Linked DNA regions of Gossypium hirsutum: region 2 is linked to region 1. The links are chromatin contacts, called in public Hi-C maps. All regions are on one chromosome and are shown on one strand. The core of a region is the stretch at or near the end of the contact, and the rest is flanking DNA. Distances in the headings are between cores, read along the strand shown. Region 1 holds the start of LOC107899396 (DNA-3-methyladenine glycosylase). Region 2 holds the start of LOC107899401 (protein trichome birefringence).

The links. Hi-C and Micro-C count contacts between places; a contact is called where the count stands out from the background.
Region 2: a Hi-C map of leaf shows a contact between it and region 1, with 2.3 times the contacts expected there. The contact joins the promoter of LOC107899401 here to the promoter of LOC107899396 in region 1. A contact is called at or near these places in 2 of 34 Hi-C or Micro-C datasets (both in leaf).

Annotation. Positions count from the first base shown.
Region 1 is chrD04:23,389,670-23,393,299 of Gossypium_hirsutum_v2.1, forward strand. It overlaps LOC107899396 (DNA-3-methyladenine glycosylase), which reads right to left and starts at 1,588. Exons shown (of 6, transcript XM_041091263.1): 1 at 1,261-1,588; 2 at 901-972; 3 at 629-752; 4 at 207-277. The coding sequence starts at 1,554.
Region 2 is chrD04:23,706,958-23,710,587 of Gossypium_hirsutum_v2.1, forward strand. It overlaps LOC107899401 (protein trichome birefringence), which reads left to right and starts at 1,965. Exons shown (of 5, transcript XM_016825103.2): 1 at 1,965-3,154; 2 at 3,439-3,630. The coding sequence starts at 2,109. It overlaps LOC107898423 (a long non-coding RNA gene), which reads right to left and starts at 516. Exons shown (of 4, transcript XR_001684396.2): 1 at 1-516.

The sequences.
Region 1 (3,630 bases), core at 338-2,837:
GTAAAAGAGGATCAAGATTTTATTTGCACTTGAGAAGAATTCTTAATTAATTATCTGAAACCAATATTTAAAAACTGTTTATGCTAATTGAACCAACAAATCCACATTGCATAAAAAGGAACATGAAAATTATCTTCCATTAGCACTTAACAAAGAGAGAGATTATCAAAATAATCCAGAAATAAGAGGAAATAATAAACTCTAACCTTTCCGGGTCCAGTGAGAAGAATAGGCTTTTCAGTTTGCTGACCACGACGCTCCTGGATAGTCTCCAAACCTGCAGCGGGGTTCACATATTGCCTTCAACAAACATTATGTTTTGTTTTCTGACCCAAAGATAGAAAGCATGGAAAGATTCGAGATTTTTGTGAAGGACAAGAAAACTAGAAATGAATATTCCCACAAAAATTCTTAACAGTTACTATATTATGAGATGTTAAAGTAGGCGATTGCAAATAATTGAATAAGGACAATTCAAGGGATTATCAACTACGCATTCACAACAATGAAAGGCTAAATAGGCTACAAAAATAAGAAACATTAGCAATTTAATAGATAACAAACAAAGCAGATGATTATAGAAGTAACAGATACTTAGTTAATACCGGATAATAATATTATAACTTACCACACACCGGAGCGCATGCACGTATTAACACTGCAGCCCCAGCTCCTTCTTTGTCAGCAACAACATTGAGCATCGTATGAAGTCCATAGCAAAGATAAACATAAGCATGCCCTCCAGGACCAAACTACAACAACCACATAGAGGAACTCAATATCTATTATTATTAGTACCAAAATAAACATAAATAGTGTTAAAATCATCAAGGTATTACTGGAGCAATAATCAGATTAGCGAGAACATGTGAAAGATGAAAGCAAAAGGGCTAAACTCACAACAGGGGCTGTTCTTGCAGTGACTCCAAATCTACCATGACAAGCTGAATCATTTGGCCTATAAGCCTCTACCTGTTAAAACATAATGATTCAAATTAGAAAATACATAACAATGGAATTAAAATTAATTGCGGGGGGGGGGGAATGAAACTTTGACCAAACCCAATTAGTAGGTAGCCTTTGTTTTTCTTTGGTTTTCTTCTCAGCAAGCAAATAAATGGGCATTTGAACAAAATTCAACTGCTCAAATTAATGAAAGCCCCAACACCCAAAAAGTACAAATTTCGAACTTCCATTTCGATTTTCCGAAGAACAAAAAGAATTTGGGAAGAAAGTCAGCAAAAATGCACCAAAAATTACCTCAGTGATTTGAAGAACAACATCATCTCTCCTTAAAAACTTGCCAAGCAAATGTGGCGCCAAATCAAGAGCGTCAATTTGAAAGAACTCCGGGGGCAGTATCGTGGTATTGCGAAAACAAGGGAGAGAAACCGGAGAAGATTGCGGCCGAGTTTGTTTACGGCTTGGTTTGGTCCGGGTCCTAACGGTCGCTGCTTTGGAACTCTGACTCCTCCGTCCCTCCAGGCATTGGCTCGACCGAACTGTTTTCCTGGATTTCGAAGCAACTGGTTTAAATTGGGGAGTTGGGTTCATCTGGACCAAAAGTGTAGGAGCTGAAAGAGACGTGAGGACATTGAATTATTTTATATTGGTCAGAATTTGAAGGTTGGGTACTTTTTGGGTAAACGACCCACTCAACTTTTAGAATATTTTCAATTTGATCACCTAAAATTAAATTTTTATAATTTTGTCAGCTAACTTTTAGGGCAGTTTCATTTCAGTCACAAGCTCTAACGGCAGTTAATTGTATATGTTACAACATATTTGCACTTTCATTTTTGTCACCCAACTTTCGAGTCGCTTTAAGTTTAGTAACCCAAAAAAAATATCGTTTTTAAGTATTGATTGGGGTAAATAAAACATCAAGCATTAAAGTGAAATAGTGATAGAAACTAAAATAATACACAATATCAAATTGTACTTGTTTATCCAATTGTCGAAATTCTAAATTTTTTTTTTAAATATTGAAAATTTAAATTTCAAAACATCAAAATAAATTAAATAAATTATTGATTTTTTTATCCCTTGATAATGTCAACTGATTTGTTATTATAATATTGAAATTAATTAATTTAATCACCATCTAAAATTTAAAATTTTATTTTATATTTTCCAAATTATTGTAACGTCCTTAAAACCCCCTTAATCGTAAATAGTGTTAATTCGAGAATATACAACTTAAAATTTTCGAAGCCAATAAAATAAGAATTATTAGTGTTAGTAGAAAAGATAATTGGATACTTGAGGGAATTGAAAAGATTAATATATTGAAAGATATTAATTTAAGGTAGAAACTAAATTGTAAGGTTATAGAAGTGTTAGAATAAAAATGAAAGATTTAATGTGAAAGAACATTGAGTGCAATTATTACAAAAAGAGTAGATGATTGTTTAAATTTTTAATTAAAGAAAGATATGAAAATTTTGTCAGGGCCGTTGGATAACATAGGAAAGAATTAAATCTAAGCCATTGAAAATGGTATGTTATGGAAAGATTTTTTTTAGTTGTCATTCTTTTTATTTCTTTATATATTATTGACATTATATCATATAATTTTATTATTATTAAATTAGTTAGTGACGTGATCTTTGGAATGTTAATTGGACCAAACATCAAGCTGCCCATTTCCATATTATTTAGGACGTATGTTGATTAGACTCCAAGAGGTAGGATGTAAGATATTTCTGATGGTCCAATTAAAATTCCTATTAGGCCTATGATGCGGGCTAGAGCTAAGAGATTCAAAGAACACTTGTAGGTTTGATCCAACACGTTTGGGCTGAATATGACAAGTTCAATCTTTATTTGGCATCTATTAAAGATTCAAGTTCATGCAACATTTTGCACGTGGAATTTTGAAGCTCAATCATCCTTTTTACTTTGTCTTAATTCCACAACTTTTTAAAATCATATTTTTTTGTTTCAATGTGTCTTATTATTTAAGTATTAAATATTGTAATTTTCATTAGTTTTATATCTAATGTGTCCTATTGTGTTTTAAATATGTCTTAGTTTGTTATGTTATTATCATGTCTTTTTTGTTACAATTTAATTGTTATGTTTATTTTTGTCTTTAATATGTCTTTATTTTGTCCTAGGAACAACAAAGGGTCGGTCACCTAAGGGGTTACAAGGAGTTGTCCATTCAGCTAAGGAATATGGAATTAAGGTGCTTTAAACTAGGTCTGTTTGTTCTCCAAGGTTCATACAAAACTGAACAGTCACAAAGAAGGTGCAAAGCCTTAAGGATTAAGCTACATGAACATTCATCAAGTGTCCATTCAAACTCCTTCACATATATGGAATTTTCGGTAACCAAAGGGTCTTAGATGAATTTGGTTGATTGACTTCTTCCCATGCATGAACTCTCTTCCAATGTGTTAAATGCAGCCACCAAATTCATCATCAAGGTGCATGGACGGCAAGGGGAATGTATACAATTGTTTGTTGTATTCTTTGAATACTTGGATTGATGAATTTTAGGATTAATGTATTATTTTAATTCATGTATTCACATTAAAAGCTGAAATGACCATTCGTTTTCTAGGGTCCTATATATATTCGGTCAAGTACTTTGTAATAGGGTAATGAACATTTTTAATATATCTT
Region 2 (3,630 bases), core at 715-3,214, 320 kb after region 1:
CTCTGATGAGCCATTTCCACCTTAGAAAGCTCTTCCGGGGTTCCTATTTCAGGGCAGAATTCCTAGACTTGATGAACGCCGGTGTCTGGTGTTAAGAATCGGTGTTGGCTGATGGCAAGCAGAAGATCAGGTGTCAAGGATAGGGGAAGGGGAAGGGGAAGGGGAAGGGAAAGGAAAATTTTCCTGAAAATGTCTTGCCGAATTAGAAGCGGTAAGACATTTTCCAAAAATAAAAGCTTCTTTTTCCCGTGTTTGTAATTGGTTTTACATGAGGAAAATATTTTCCAGCAAACAAACACCGGAAAATGTGGAAAATCAATTCCGGAAAATATTTTCCCCTATCAAACAGACCCTTAGATTGATCTTTCTTTATTTTCTTGAAGATGAACCTCTGCCATTACTCGACACTGATCGCCTTCGCCATACACTATCAAGAAAAAAATAGTGGATTTAGGGTTTAGGTTTTCACATTGAGGTGTAAATTTTATTGGTATTTAATTTATTTGAAATTCTTTTGGGGTTCCGATATTCTTCTAAAAATTTATCTGTATCCTTTTATTTTCTCATAGGTTCCTTTTTATAGAAATTTTTTAGAGTTTTAAATCATCCATAACTCTTCTTTCTTCTTGTTTAAAATTTGAAAATTGCTCCACCTTTAGGTTTAAAATTTGAAAAGAAATCTCTTTATTATCTATATTAGCTTAATTTATTATTTAGATACTTTTTAATATATTTCTGTATATAATTTATTTAATTTATTTTTAATTTTTAAGAAAATCATAGTTTACTTATGATAATTTATTTAAAATTACTTAGATAATTTATTGTTTAGATAATTATTTAGATAAATTTATTAAGAATATATTAATAACTTAGATTATTTAAATCATTTATAGTTTATTTATATATTTTTTAGAAAAATTATTAAATATGTTAATTTTAAATAAATTATTTATGATTGTACAATAAAATAAAAATATTAAAATGTTAGTATATTTTAAATAATTTAAATATCTAATTATTGTTTATAATTAAAATAATTATTAATTAAACATCAAAATTATTAATATATTATATTTAATGCACGTGCAATATTATAAACAATAATATATTAAATATGTTAATTATATTATATTTAAACCAAATTATTAATAAATATTAAACATCAATATTATATTATTAATAATTTAAAATTTATATTTTTATGATATTAATAAATTATTAATTAAACTCAATCATATTAAATTATTTTATAATTTTTTGTATAAATTTAGATAATTTAGGTTTAATATTAAAATTTTTAGTAGTTTGATTTAATACCCGTACAATGCATAATTATAAATAATTAAAATACTTTTAATCTAGACATCCAATTTTTATTACTAATCCAAACTTTATTTAAGTATTGTAATTTGAAAATAATATATTTATTACAAATATATTTTTATTTCAAATTATATTTGCTTTGTAGTAAATATATTTCATTTGTCCAATTTTTATTTTATATATTTATCACGTTATTTATAGTACTTTATTTATAGATTTAGCTAAATAAAAATAATATAATTTTATATTTAAAATATTTTGGAAGGCTAATTTGAGAAGAAATATATACAATAATTTCTGAAAGTAAAGAAATTAAATGGATAATGAAAAATTAAATAGATTATCTAAAAAAGTCTAAAAAAAAATGGAAAATGCGTCATTTGTCACAAAATCAACTTGTATACCTTATTATATATATATATATATGATTACTTGATTATGGAATTTTTTTATTTATTAAAAATAAAAAATTCTACCAAAATAATGGCCGACAAATTAAAAATTTACTCAGAATCGAAAATGGATTAATACTAACCTGTCCTAATTTTGTAATTAGATTGATCTAGTATTTCATTTTATTCACTATTGAACTGAAAAATCAACTTAAAATTTAGTATCTGTTTGTGTAGAGTCGTATTCATATTTAAGAGTCGTCCCACTTCTCCACTCTCTCTCCCCAAACACTAATTTTTCTCTTTCACTTTCCCATCTCATCTGTTTTTTATTCTATATCTGAGTTTTGCGAGATAGAAACTCAAAAGAGATCAAGTTTGGTCTCTTCCATGGCGGATATAGCAAAGTACACGCCTATCAATGGAGGAACTACGACTGCAGTCACGGCAGAGTTTAAGACTCTGTTTTCAATCATCAAAACAAGGAGAACAGTGGCTTTCTTCATGTTTGCCTTCGTCGGTTTTACTGTTTTCTTAGCTTTTAGCCCTTCTTCTAACTCTTCTTCTCCTTGGGTCACCAACATCTTTTCATCAACTTCCTCTCCAGCTACTTCATCTGCTGGCTCTTACAGATCTCAATCATTTTCCCTCTTCGATTACTTCTTTCCCAACACCTCTTCTTCACGAACTCTTAACATCACTTCTCCTTCTCCATTTTCATCTCCGTCTTCTTCTAATAGCAACACCAGATCTAATAACACTGCAACTCAAGTAGCCAACAATCCAAGTGAGGACCTACTTTCTGCCAAAAAAACCAACAAAACCCAATCTTTCAACATAAATAAACAACGCCCCAGCTCCGAAAATACAACTTTTAGGTCTCCCTACAGTGGTTTAAACAACACCAAAAGTTCAGTTTTGCATGCAAATCAGACCACAGTTTCTCCTCCTCCTAACTTGAATCAAAATCCTCCAAGTACAAATAACCAGACTGGAAAGAAAGAGAATTCTGATAAAGCTCAAGTTCTGAAATCTAATCAGACAACAACGGTCACAGAGAAAACCCTGGAGGCAGCTAATCGGAGCACCAATTCTCCAGCTAAATCTGAATCTTCCAACAAGTTAAGTTCTGGGAAGGGAGAGAAAATCGTAGGGCAAAAGGGTGTGGTGTCGAACTACTCAGCTTCCCTAACAAACAAACCAAGCAATGGAAGTGATTCAGGGTTGACAGCTAAACAGGAAATTGATAATTTAATCGACTCTTTGATGAACTGCGATTTATTCGATGGAAAATGGTTGAAGGATGATTCATATCCACTTTATAAACCTGGGTCCTGTTCGTTCATTGATGAGCAGTTTAGTTGCGTTGCCAATGGAAGGCCTGATAGAGATTATCAGAAACTGAAATGGAAGCCTAAAGGCTGCACTTTACCAAGGTATTTGATTCTTTTAATGTTGTTTTTAGTGTCTTATCGTCCAAGTAATACTTTTGAGCGTGTTTGATCGGTTTGATATTGAGTTGGTTTTTCTTTAATGGAATTTGGTCATGTTTGATCTTTGAATTAGTCATCTAGGGATTTTATTTGATTCTGTTAGTAATCTAAACTGTTGATTGCATTTTCATTTACAGATTGCAATATAAACTGTTGAATTGTGTTTTCTTTTATTATTAAAATAAGATTAATTACATGAAACTGATCCTTTTTTTTTCCCCTTGAAGATTGAATGGTGGTCACATGTTGGAGTTATTGAGGGGTAAGAGGCTTGTTTTTGTCGGGGATTCTTTAAATAGGAATATGTGGGAATCTCTAGTTTGCATTCTGAGAAATGCTGCAAAAAACCCCGAAAATGTTTATGAAGCACATGGAAGACATTATTTTCGAGGGGAAGCTTCGTATTCTTTCATATTCAA